4 separate regions of the Mus musculus genome follow, and regions 2, 3 and 4 are each linked to region 1. Evidence: chromatin contacts called from public Hi-C and promoter capture Hi-C data. All regions are on one chromosome and are shown on one strand. The core of a region is the stretch at or near the end of the contact, and the rest is flanking DNA. Distances in the headings are between cores, read along the strand shown. Region 1 holds the start of Mrpl43 (mitochondrial ribosomal protein L43). Region 2 holds the start of Trim8 (tripartite motif-containing 8). Region 3 holds the start of Actr1a (ARP1 actin-related protein 1A, centractin alpha). Region 4 holds the start of Nolc1 (nucleolar and coiled-body phosphoprotein 1).

Region 1 (2,938 bases), core at 210-2,709:
TCTCCGGCTGATCAGTGGTAATCCAAATAGGTTGTGATAGACACCAGGCCGGGGGATGGTGGTCTCTACATACTGTACTCCATTTTCCTGACCCTCAGCCCCTAGTAGCTTCAGGCCACGTAATCCTGAGCTCCCAGGGGTGAACCAAGGGAAGACCAGACTTCGAGCAGATCGAAGATAGCGGACACTGAATCGCCTGAGTGTGTCATCTGTCACCTTGGTAAGGCCAAACATCACACGAGCTAGCTGGGCTTCCTCAGGGTCTGGAAGCTCCCAAAGAGGTATGGCTCGGTTCCAGATCCTCAAGACCTCCTCCCTAACCTCAGCTTCTGGGCCTTCCCTAAGTAGGACACCCTCTTTGGCCCCATCCCCTCGTCCCTCCACACTGGCCTGCAAGTCTTCCCAGCTCCCTTCTGCTAGGCTGGTCATGCAAAGAAAGTGTCCTGTGGTCTTGTCAATGAAGAGGCAGAAGGAAGTGGGAGCGTCCTTTTTCTCATTTTTGATGTCTGAGGACACCACAAAGGGACTTGGTGCTCGAAGGCAGCTGTGGCCATCCTGGAAGGGGATCCCATGTGCACGTAAATACTGGCGGATTTCAGTCGTAGTCACCGGCGACACTGGCATCTCTAAGGCTGGGAGCGCTTCTTTTCTGTACCTTCTGCGGGGAGGGCCTGGCGCCAAGCTTCTGGGCAGGCCCCTCCTACCCACCCACTCGCCACGCAGTGGCAGCAAGATCCGGAGGGGATATGCACGTCGGAGAAGAAGCCACATTCCTAATGGAGTGGGACGCCACTACTGCAAAAGCTTTTGTTGTCTGGTTCAGTGCCTTCACTAAACCAGACCCTAGGAAACCTTCTACAAGGCACTCGCAGAAATCACTCCTACTGGCTTTTCTCTTTATCCCTCCTCAAACTTCTTCACGAACACAGTTCTTACTCCCCTCGGTTGCCTGTGTATTGCTACTTCATCCCTACACACCTACACTGCCCTTTCGCGTCTACGCCTCTCTCTGAGGATTCTCCTATCTCTAGGTCCTTTACGGATTTCTCTCCACCAGCTCACTTCTAGATCCTTCTACGGTCCCTCGATCTAAACGGCTTCTCTGTATCATCTCTTCACGTCTACTACCCCTCTACGGACTCTCCTGGCTAACCTCATCTCTACCGCTTTCTGCATCCCGTCTGAACCCCAACTCCAGGCGCTCCGAGCCCCCAGCGCTCACAGGCACTCTCCACACTGCTGGAGGTCACGCGCTCCGGCCCGGCTTCCTCACTGGCTCCCTTGCTCTGCCCTCCACTTCAAAGCTCCACGCTCCCGCCCCCAGCTTCGCGTCACCACTCTCCTTTCTAGTGTTCTGTCCGCAACGTGGGTCGCCCGCTCGCACGCGCTACTCGCGGTGACTCCGGAAGCAAAACTCTCCAGGGCGCCCATGCCACAACCCCGGAACCGGAAGTCACCGGTTAGTCCCGCCCCCCGGCTCCGCGTCCTGGCTCTCTAACCGTAGCCATGACCGGTCGCGGGACTTCGAGCCGCTTTCTGACCAGCGTCCTCCATAATGGGCTAGGGCGTTACGTGCAGCAGCTGCAGCGCCTCAGCCTCAGCCTCAGCCGGGATGCGCCCTCGTCCCGCGGCGCCAGGTGAGGCACGCGGAAGCGGGAGCGCCGGAAAGGGAGGCGGGGAGCTATGGGGCTGGGTTCGGGCCACCGTACTCACCTTCGCCGGGTCTCGCAGGGAGTTCGTGGAACGCGAGGTGACCGACTTCGCCCGACGGAACCCAGGAGTCGTAGTATACGTGAACCCGCGCCCGTGCGCCATGCCACGAATAGTGGCCGAATACCGTGAGTGGGGCCGAGCTAGGGCGGGGGTGGGCGGCGCGGGATCCCGGCTTGCCCGCTGCGTTCTGTTTGTCTGATTTCCGACCTGGCGCCTTCCACTCATCCCCTCCACGTCCCTCTCCCAGTTAATGGGGCTGTGCGCGAGGAAAACGTCAACAGCAAGTCGGTGGAGGAGATCAAGTCGTTGGTGCAGAAGCTGGCAGACCAGTCCGGCTTGGATGTGATCCGCATCCGCAAGCCCTTCCACACGGACAACCCGAGCATCCAGGGCCAGTGGCACCCCTTCACCAACAAACGGACTGCCCTCCACGGGCTGCGGCCCAGAGAACTCCGGGATTCTGCTCCAGCTTCGATGCAAGCACAGTAAAGAACCAGGCGCTTTGGACCGTGAGAGGGATAGGATTGGTTCCTCTTTTGGATTTCAAGCTCAGGCCGAGTAGGTGGGTGGAGCCTACCAGCCGGGGCGTGGCCTGAGATAAAGAAGAACCTTTTCCTTTGCCCACTTGTAGCTAGGTGCAGTGACCTTGTGAATACCCTAATTCTGATTCAATTGGCCTCCTTGCAAGCTGAGATGTGAGAAGTGTACAACACTTGTACAAGGACCGTGTTTTCTGAAATACGAATAATAATGACTTCAAAACACATGAAAGAGTCTGGAGGCTGTCTTCTGAAGGACACGGGATGCCCTGTTGCTCTTGCTGGTATGGCATTGGGCAAGGCACCTTATATCCGTGTTTGTGTGCAGTTTAGGAAGTTGAAGATGAGCCTGGCGTTGGTAGTGCATAACCTTTAATCCCAGCATTTGGTTGGCAGAGGCAGATGAATCTCTGCGTTTAAGGCCAGCTTGGTCTACAGAGTGAGTTCCAGGACAACCCAGTCTCAAAAACTAAAAATGAAATAAAAAAGAAAAAGAAAACTGAAGTCATTAAGACTATATTTGAAGGGGCTGGTGAGATGGCTCAGCAGGTAAGAGCACCCGACTGCTCTTCCAAAGGTCCTTAGTTCAAGTCCCGGCAACCACATGGTGGCTCACAACCATCTGTAAGAAGATCTGATTCCCTCTTCTGGTGTGTCTGAAGACAGCTGCAGTGTACTTACATATA
Region 2 (2,938 bases), core at 187-2,686, 1.5 Mb before region 1:
GGTGGCTCCCAAGTCGTGTGTGTGTGTGTGTGTGCGTGTGCGTGTGTTCGCACGCGTTCAGTGTACTTGCCCGTATCTCATTCCTCCGTATCTCCACGTCACACACCGAGTGTCCCTGATGCGCGCCGCTGTAGTAGCAGCAGTACTGGCACACAGCCACCTGCTCGGCCTCGCAGTGGTACAGGCGGTAGGCGTTGTGCTGCGGGCAGCTCCAGGCCCGCACGTCGTCCGCCTCCACCAGGAGGTGCCCGCGGGCGGTGGAGGGCTGCTGCAGGTGCGTCTGCACGTGAGACTGGCAGCAGGGAGCCTCGCAGCGCAGGCAGACCTTCTGTGCCGGCAGCGGGGGGCCGCGGCGACAGAACACGCAGTGCAGTGCCGTCGGCGGCTTCTCCACGTGCAGGGCGTTGAACTTCTCCACGATGTTGGTGAGCTTCAGGTTCTTCTCCAGGCCCGGCTTCTGATTGTAGGCCTGGTTGCACTCCGGGCAGCGCACAAGGCCACTGTCCTTGGCCCAAGCCTCGCCGATGCAGCCCCGGCAGAAGTTATGTTTGCATGGCAGCTGCACCGGTTCCACGAAAACGTGCAGGCAGATGGGGCAGATGAGCTCCTCCTCAAAGCAGTTCTTCCAATTCTCCGCCATGGCGGCTGCGGGCAGGGGGCCCGGGTAGACCTCTCTAAGTCCCCAACCCTGGGGATCCGTCTGGTACAGCTGGGGACCCACCGAGCCCGGAGCTCCGGTCCCCGCCGGCCGCGCCAGTCGCTCAGTCACCAGCGCCTTCCGCGTGCCCGCCCCCCAGAGGAGGGAGCCTGGGTCCTCGCGCCGCGCGCGCCGCCGGCTGCGTCTCCTCCTCCTGGCGAGTGGCTAGCGGGAGGCGGCGGGCTGCGCCAGGGCCGCGGCCCGGGCACCAGCCCTGGAGGAGAGCGCTGTGGTCCAAATTCCATATAACAGGCCGCCTCCGGGGCAGCGCGGCTAGGGCAGCGGCGGCCCACGGCCTGCGCTCGGCCCCGCGGCTGACATCGGGGCGCGCCCCGCGGCGCACCGAGCGGGGGAGCCGCACTCTTCCTTTGGCGGCGACAGTGGCTACCTTCTGGCTGGTGCGAGCCGCGCCTTCCTCGCCTGGATCCCGGCCGAGGTCCGAGGGGGCACGGGAAGCTAGTTCGGCCGCGCCGAGGCTGGCTAGAGCCGGAGCCGGCGAGCAAGGCGCGCCAGCGGTCCCCGGGCCGTGGCGCAGGCGTCCCCCAGCTGGCCGGCCGGCTGCGGGTGGCAGGGCGCGGGCGGGCCGACTCCGGGGCGCTGCGTGCGCGCTGGGGCAGTCATTCAGATGAAATTCCAGTCCCCGGCCAGAGACACCAGCCCGCCTCTGCCTTCCTCCTCCCTTCACAAATAGAAACGGAAGGGGGAGGGAGAGAAGTGGAAAAAAAAAAAAAAAAAAAAAGGCAACCAGAGAGGGAGGGAGGGAGGGAGGGAGGGAGGGAGGGAGGGAGAAGCCCGGGAGGTGCTCCGGCCTGACCCCCTCGTCGCTACTTCTGCGCTCCCTGGAGGCCCCGCGCAGGGCGCCCCCGCCGCGGAGAGACCCCACTCCCTGTCCCCGCACTGGGCGGGCGCCTCGCCTGCGCTGAGGAAAACAAGGATTGATCAAACTAGAAAGGAATTTTTCTCAACTGCTAATGAACAGGAGGCTCGGCTCCCGGCCCTCCCCTCCCCCCGCCCGGCCCTCCCCCTTCGCCCCCCCACCCCACCCCTCCCCCCCACTTTCTTTTCTTCTCGGCCTCTGCTCCGGCCTGGAAGGCTCCGGGCTGCGGTCGGAGCCAGCCTGCGGCGGCGGCGGCGGGGCCAGGCCGAGCCAGCCGGGCCGGGTGCGTCCTCAGCGCCCAGCCATCTTGAGCTCCCAGCGGCCGCGGTGGGGACTGGGGGTCCGGGCGCGCGCTTGAGGGTCCTGTAGCTCGCTTTTCCACCCTCCCTTTGGTGGGATTTTTTTTTTCCTCCAAGGGGAGGGCTGGTGGTCTCCAACAAATTAGGAGAGAGAGAAGGAGAAAAATGCCAAGTCTTGATTTCTCTCTACCTCTGCTCCACCCATCCCGATCCTTTCCAAAAAAAAAAAAAAAATCTTTTAAAAAGATTAAAATTGGAAGAAGTCGGCAGAACGACGAGCGCCTGCTGCCCCCAGCGCTGCCCGGGAGACGCGTCCGGGGCGGGCCCGCGCCCGTCGCTCTGTCCGTGGGTCCGTTTGTCCTCCCGCAGCTTCTCAAGTGAGGGGAGGGCGGGCACTCCGGGCAGGGTCTCCGCTGCGGCTGTCGCTTCAGAGCTTTATCCTTAGATCAAAAAAAAAAAAAAAAAAAAAGAAAAAAAAAAGAAAGAAAAAAGAAAAAAAAAGGGGGGAGAGGAAGAAACCACCCCCCAGCCCGAACACTCATCACAGCCACCTTCAGCCATCTTGCGTGTATTATTTCAAGAATAATCTGTTTAATAGAAATAGCTGCGTCTCTGGCCCCCTTCTCCGCATCCTGGGGTCCCGCCCCCTTTTAATAATAATCTCGATAATAAAAATGATCAGCGGGCCGGGCAGTTAGAAGCTGCTTTTTTTCTGTCTCAGGTCTCTCCGCTTTCTTCCCTCTAAGAAGGGACACTAGGGGCTCACGCTGGGGTTGGGGGTGCGGCCCGCCGGTCCCCGCCACCAGCGCAGCGAGGAAGGGCCTCTCTCGCCTCTGCCTGGAGCAGCACGGGTGGGGGAGAGCCTCGGCCCGCGGGACCCACTGACGGGGCACACTGGGCACACTGTCTCCGGCCCCGGTTCGCAGCTGCCCCGCATACAATGGGTTCGAAGCAGAGTGAAGAGGGCAAGATGGGGGCGGGAGAAGGCAGGAGGATTGCGGCGCTCGGGGCTCCCGGATAAGGGCGATAGAAGAGGAGGGGGGAAGGGGTGTCCCTACATCAAGG
Region 3 (2,938 bases), core at 241-2,740, 1.4 Mb before region 1:
CGGCGACACTCTCCGTAGATGGCGTGCAGTCCCGGGGGAAAGAGTGAAGCAAAGGCCGGAGGGGCACTAGGGCCAGAGGCCGGGGGCGCGGCGGGACCGGGGGCGACGCTAGGCCGCAGCTCCGCCATTGGGGCGCGTAGGGCGCGCGGAGAACCCGGGAGGGTAGAGGAGGGAAAGCGCCCCTATGGGCCAGCGGACCCACTGTGGATGAGACTCCCCGAGGCGATGGGGGCTACGGCGAGGTCTAACTCCGCGCCTGCGCACGAGGCTCCGTCCGCCCAAGCCGGAGCCTTCAAGACGTCGGCCAGAGGATGCTGTGGGACCGCGGGGAGCTCCAAGGGGCGGGGCGTCAGCGTGCCCTTTCCTGACACCTATTGGCTAGTGTCTTTGCCAGTCACAAGTGGGGAAGGCGTGACTTGACAATAGACTCCGCCTCCCTGCCCCTGGGTTGGGAGCGTCCCAAGGATCTTGGCCTCCCCCTAGTGTTAGGAGGAACCCAGTTTAGAACAGAGACTTGGTACCTTGAGGCGCCAGGGTCCTATGAAAGCTCTACACAACTACTAAGAAGCGCTTAATATTGTTTTACTAATACACAATTTTAAGATAAGCTTGACAACTAATTCATTAGACAGTATGTCATTATTATTAATGTTACAACTCTAATATTTCTTGGAACTATTGACAAAAAGGGTAACTCGAAATGTGCCTGGGGAAAATGCCTGGCTGTTTTAAAAAAAATTTACCTATTCTTTCTCTTCGCCTGGATGTTGTCATCCATCAAGGTCAAGAAAAATAATAAAACAATTTCTAAACCTTTAGATGATATTTTAGGCCCGTGGTTTTGTGGCATCCAACGTACAGGTATTTTTTTATAACCTCCATTGGCTTTTGCTTCATGGGTTTTGTCTTGTTTTGCTTTTTGTTTCATTTTTTTGTTTTTCGGGACAGGGTTTTTCTCTATAGCCCCTCGCTGTCCTGGAACTCTGTAAACCAGACTAGCCTCGAAAGAGGTGGGATTAAAGGCTTCCAGCACCACTCCCGGTGCTGCTGGGATATGTGTTGGGCAAGCATTCTACCACTGAGCGACAGATGTTTATTAATGGTTTGTATTGCCCAAGTGAAGGAATGGCTGAGAGATAGAACTACTCTGTAAAATTCAACCGCCCCTGAAGTACTGACAAATCCAAACCCAACTACTCACAAGTACTTCAGACTCCAAAATTTAAGAGTGTACTGGAAACCCCTTCGAAGGGATCTCAAATCCAGTCATGCAAGATAATCATCAACACTGTGGCTCTTTAATCTACAAACACTACAGACCCCACCATGTGTAGGAAATACACTGTCCAATCTCCTAAATCCGATCGGGCTGGGACCCGGTTTGGAGCGCAAGCCCTGGGGCAAAGAATGCTGGGGATTGTAGTTCCTCCGAGGCGAGGTCGGGCGGCTCCCTGGATGCCCAGTACCGGCGACTAGACTGCGCATGCGTGTCAGTGGCGTTTGCTGCGGACCGGGCTGGCAGTTCCTTCCTCGGAGGGAAAGATTCCTCTGCCATGGAGTCCTACGATGTGATCGCCAACCAGCCTGTTGTGATCGACAACGTGAGTAGCATCTTTCCTATCTTTAAAGGGACTGTGTTCTCCTCCAGGAAGGATTGTTTCCGCGGTTTCAGCCTAGGCCGCCAGCTCTTTGTCACTGGCTCGGCCTGTCAGGCGGGTTCAGCTGCCGCCGCCCGCGTCCTCCTCACATCCATAGTTTGAAGGCAGGGCGGCCAGCCAACATCCGTGTAATGGAGAATTTGAGGGTAGACAAAGGAAAGAGCTGTAGCCCGGGAAGGGTCCGTGGACCCTTGGCTCAGGGGGCCTTAACCGTTCTCTTAGAGCCCGACACCCGCCTTCGCTCTGGTTTTCCATCACTCAATTGGCTACTCTTGCTGTCTATCTTAGCCTATTGGTCCCGCCTTTGGGCCTTGCCGGATTAGAACAGCACTCCGCAGTCATTGGCTCCGGCGCTTGTCGCTCTTCCGGTCGCCATAGTGTTTCCCTTCTGTAAGGGGCGGTGCCGTGCAGTAGAGCTGTAGGGATTGGCTCGGCAACTCAGGGTGCGGAAGGCGATGGCTGGTCCACCGGTGAAAAAGGACAGTTTCCTTGGGTGTGAGCTGGAGGGGCAATTTAGTGAACTGTATCTGGGTGGGGCCGGACAAACCGGTACCAGAAATGGCCATGGGATTTCAGTTATTTTTGTGATTATAAATTATAGTTAGTCAAGGTAAAGAAGAAAGGGGGGTGACAAAGCAGGCGAGATGCTTTGATGTTTGCAGTGCCCAGGTGAGAGGCAGGGGGATTATCAGACACAGTGGTTGTCAGGTGCGCTAGCGTTTCCAGGACGCTTTGCACCAACATGCAAGTCGAAGCCTCCCAAAAAGTGAATGGTTAAGGAGGAAGTTTGCCCCTCTTTTCACAGTACGAACACGGAAGGTGGAGGTGACCAAGGTCATACAGCAATGGTGCCCCACAACTTCATCGCCTTATCTAAATGGCAATCCTTTGCTAAGCACCGCTCCACACATGCATCGATAAAGACAAATAGAAAGAACTTAAGTATTGCTTTTATGAGGAGGGACATTTGTCTTAATTTCTGAGTTTCACTCAAAGGTTTGGTCCCTCCCACACTGGTTAGAATCTTCCTACTTTCTGGGTCCCTCCCCTGAGGCAAACTACCAGTTCCCTCTGACCTAGGCTGACCTTTTCAGAGTCACTGTGATGTTCCGGCCCTCTGGGACCTGGACATGCCACTAGGTCCTTTTCTTTGTGTCGTAGGTGGATAGAGGTTGCTTTCTCCTGTTTATGCAGGAACAGGAGGATTGGGGAGGTTTTTCAAACCACCCACTTTAGGAGTTAAGGATCCAAGACTCACAAAAAAGATCCAAGACTCACAC
Region 4 (2,938 bases), core at 162-2,661, 1.1 Mb before region 1:
CCCATTACAGATGGTTGTGAGCCACCATGTGGTTGGTTGCTGAGAATTGAACTCGGGACCTCTAAAAGAGCAGTCAGTGGTCGTAACTGCTGAGCCGTCTCTCCAGCCCGCTACAGCTTTTCTTAAGGTGCAGAGTAAACATTTTGCTCTTACATAACAGCTGTCACTCACCCCATGTTCCTGTGTGCCTACAATGGAGTTACTACTTTGTGCATTTTTCTCTCAGTGAGTCTCATTCACTCAAAAGCTGTAAATTGGGCTGAGCATGGTGATATACACCTTTAATCCCAGCACTTGGTAGACAGAGACTGAGCTGAGTTCAAGGCCAGTATGGTATACAAAGTGTGCTGCAGGGCAGTAAGGCACTTAGCATGAAGAGGCTGTGACAAGAGGTACAGAAGTTCATATCCATCCTCCACTACACAAGGACTACATGAACTTTGTCTCAAACAAAAGGCTGCTGGGATCATACATGCAGAAAGCCGCAGAGCCTGGCCTAACATCACTACCTGGAGCTCCAAGCTCAGTGCCAACTTAACACAGGCGGACGCTCACTACTCCTAGAGTATACTGAAAGCAACCTATCACCACACTCATTCATTTTTTTCTTTTTAAAAAAATAAGTAAATACAATATGAAGTCCTAGCTATCATTACTTCGCAATTTATCCCTGCACTCACTCATCTTCTTTTGTAAAAACAAACAAGTGTATAAATAGAATCCAAGCCTTCATTACTAAAATCTTTGAGTCTCAGGTAAAACTGCAATTAAGGGTAAGTCCAACAAAAAGTACAGAAGAACCACGCACCGCCAACCCAATGCTCCCGGAGGGATCTAGCGCCACATGTCCTGGGTCACGAGGGACCCATGCCTGTCACCGCTGCAAAAACTCACACCAAGTAAAAGCCGTAATACTCGGAGCTAGCTAGTCAGACATGGTGGAAGGAGACACCGAGACCTCCAGCCTGAGGAAGGTCCGCAGAGAAGCTGGGCAGACAACGGACTGACAGACCCCAGCCCTCGCCTCCTTAACTTCTAAAGCCGACAAGGCCTAGATTAGCTCGGAGAGTCGTCCCACCCCGGCCCGCAGACCAAACCAAGGACTCACAGCGCCGGTCGCTTTTGCAAATTTACTGGCCACCTCCGAGAGTTGGCTATCCCGCAGAAATCTGAGCACAAGGGGATAAAGGTCGCTGGGAACCACGCGGCGCAAGCCGGTATCCGCCATGCTCCGGGTAAAACGCGTCACTACCGTTGCGCACGCGGCACGACTTAAGAACACCAAAGCACAGCCCGGGTCGAGGGCGGGTCCAGTGTCGTCATCAAGTCGCGCGCGGCGCGCAGCGGAAAAGAGTGGCGCACACGAGGTCGCGTACCCTCCACCCGGGAGGAGAGACCCAGACTAAATCTAGAAGTTGCTTCCGGTCCCACACGCGTCATCATCCTGCAGGGGGCGGAGCCCACGAGCCGCCCACTAAGGAGGCGGAGCTTCTACGTCAGATGCCACGCTCCTGTCCGAGGCGGGAAAACTTGCAAATTCCCGCGCATTACCTTTGCTGAATGGGCTTCTTCCTACTGTAGATTTCCAAGCCCTGGCTGCTACTGAGACCTCACAGTACTGAATGGACTAACAATAATGGGTGCACTGGAGAACTCGAGGCTCTTTCAACCCTTCTAGAGGTGTCACCTACTGCTCAAACTCCCACGGACAATGGCTTCCTCCCTCCCTTCACACCCAGTGAAGTCCTTCAGGATACCACCCAGACCCAGACTCAAATCAGAGGATCCTAAAAGTTGTGGTGACAAGGTGTTGGTACCCCACATTGTCTGTCAGTCATAGCTAGGTTACAAGACAGTTATCCTTCCCATCTACAATTCGGAGAACAGGAACACGGGACCATCCCAGGGAAAAGATCAAGAAAAATCCTTTCTTCCTAAAGAAAGAAGTCACAGTGAATTCGGAAAACTTCAGTATCAGCTACTGTCCAGGTCAGGAAGCAATAAAGATGCACTTCCGGTGAATACCTTTCTTTTACTTTCCTCAAAACAGGCGCTCCTTCTAAAAGGACCCGTTATCCTATTTCCCAGAGGTGCTTCTATGCATACACAATCGTTTGTTTGTTTGTTTTGGCTTGTTTTTTTTTTTTCCAAGACAGAAAGGTTTCTCCGTATAGCCCTGGCTGTCCTGGAACTAACTTTGTAGACCAGGCTGGCCTCGAACTTAGAAATCCGTCTGCCTCCCGAGTGCTGGGATTAAAGGCTTGCGCCACCACGCCCGGCCTCAAAATCGTTTTTTTTAAAATACACACACCACCGGGCGGTGGTGGCGTACACCTTTAATCGCAGCACTCGGGAGGCAGAGGCAGGCGGATTTCTGAGTTCGAGGCCAGCCTGGTCTACAAAGTGACTTCCAGGACAGCCAGGGCTACACGGAGAAACCCTGTCTCGGAAAAAAAGAAAAAAAAAAAAAATTCACAAACCAAGATGGTGATCAAAACCAAACTGGTGAGCTTTAATGACACTTAATAGACACTAACCCCAGTTGAGAAAACTTTTATTCTCATAGGTATGGTGGCAAATGATTTTTTTGTTGTTGTTTTGTTTTGTTTTTCCGAGACAGGATTTCTCTGTAGCCCTGGCTGTCCTGGAGCTCACTTTGTAGACCAGGCTGGCCTTGAACTCAGAAATCCGCCTGCCTCTGCCACCCGAAAGCTGGGATTAAAGGCATGAGCCACCACACCCGGAGGCTAATGATTTTAAACCCAGAGTTGAGAGGCAAAAATTGCAGATGTCTGAGAGAGGGAGAAGATAAGAGGGAGAGGGGGGATAGAGAGAGATAAGGAGGTGGAAGGGGAGGAGTTTGACATAGTAACCAGGCCATGATGGCACACACTTTTAATCCATCCCAGCACTTGGGAAGCAGAAGCAGGTGACCTCA

Evidence for each region. Promoter capture Hi-C pulls out the DNA fragments that hold promoters and counts their contacts. A called contact is a pair of places that touch in the nucleus more often than the background predicts.
Region 2: a contact with region 1 is called in a Hi-C map of B cells, with 6 read pairs. The contact joins the promoter of Trim8 here to the promoter of Mrpl43 in region 1. A contact is called at or near these places in 2 of 484 Hi-C or Micro-C datasets (B cells and myocytes) and 1 of 9 other capture datasets (adipose tissue).
Region 3: a contact with region 1 is called in a promoter capture Hi-C map of pre-B cells, with 2.6 times the contacts expected there. The contact joins the promoter of Actr1a here to the promoter of Mrpl43 in region 1. A contact is called at or near these places in 1 of 39 promoter capture datasets (pre-B cells) and 2 of 115 datasets of contacts at active chromatin or transcription factors (differentiating embryonic stem cells and pancreatic cancer cells).
Region 4: a promoter capture Hi-C map of liver shows a contact between it and region 1, with 2.9 times the contacts expected there. The contact joins the promoter of Nolc1 here to the promoter of Mrpl43 in region 1. A contact is called at or near these places in 5 of 39 promoter capture datasets (the 3T3-L1 cell line, embryonic stem cells, liver and 1 more), 1 of 115 datasets of contacts at active chromatin or transcription factors (astrocytes) and 1 of 9 other capture datasets (liver).

What each region holds. Positions count from the first base shown.
Region 1 is chr19:45,004,963-45,007,900 of GRCm38.p6, reverse strand. It overlaps Mrpl43 (mitochondrial ribosomal protein L43), which reads left to right and starts at 1,459. Exons shown (of 3, transcript NM_053164.3): 1 at 1,459-1,637; 2 at 1,732-1,838; 3 at 1,961-2,887. The coding sequence starts at 1,507. The coding sequence ends at 2,202. Twnk (twinkle mtDNA helicase) reads right to left here and starts at 1,343. Exons shown (of 5, transcript NM_153796.4): 1 at 1-1,343. The coding sequence starts at 771.
Region 2 is chr19:46,500,146-46,503,083 of GRCm38.p6, reverse strand. It overlaps Trim8 (tripartite motif-containing 8), which reads right to left and starts at 1,436. Exons shown (of 6, transcript NM_053100.2): 1 at 71-1,436. The coding sequence starts at 640.
Region 3 is chr19:46,394,293-46,397,230 of GRCm38.p6, reverse strand. It overlaps Actr1a (ARP1 actin-related protein 1A, centractin alpha), which reads left to right and starts at 1,490. Exons shown (of 11, transcript NM_016860.2): 1 at 1,490-1,601. The coding sequence starts at 1,554. Sufu (SUFU negative regulator of hedgehog signaling) reads right to left here and starts at 335. Exons shown (of 12, transcript NM_001025391.2): 1 at 1-335. The coding sequence starts at 128.
Region 4 is chr19:46,074,320-46,077,257 of GRCm38.p6, reverse strand. Nolc1 (nucleolar and coiled-body phosphoprotein 1) reads right to left here and starts at 1,411. Exons shown (of 13, transcript NM_001039353.2): 1 at 1,109-1,411. The coding sequence starts at 1,228. RefSeq lists cis regulatory regions at 1,454-1,460, 1,483-1,489 and an enhancer at 1,431-1,502.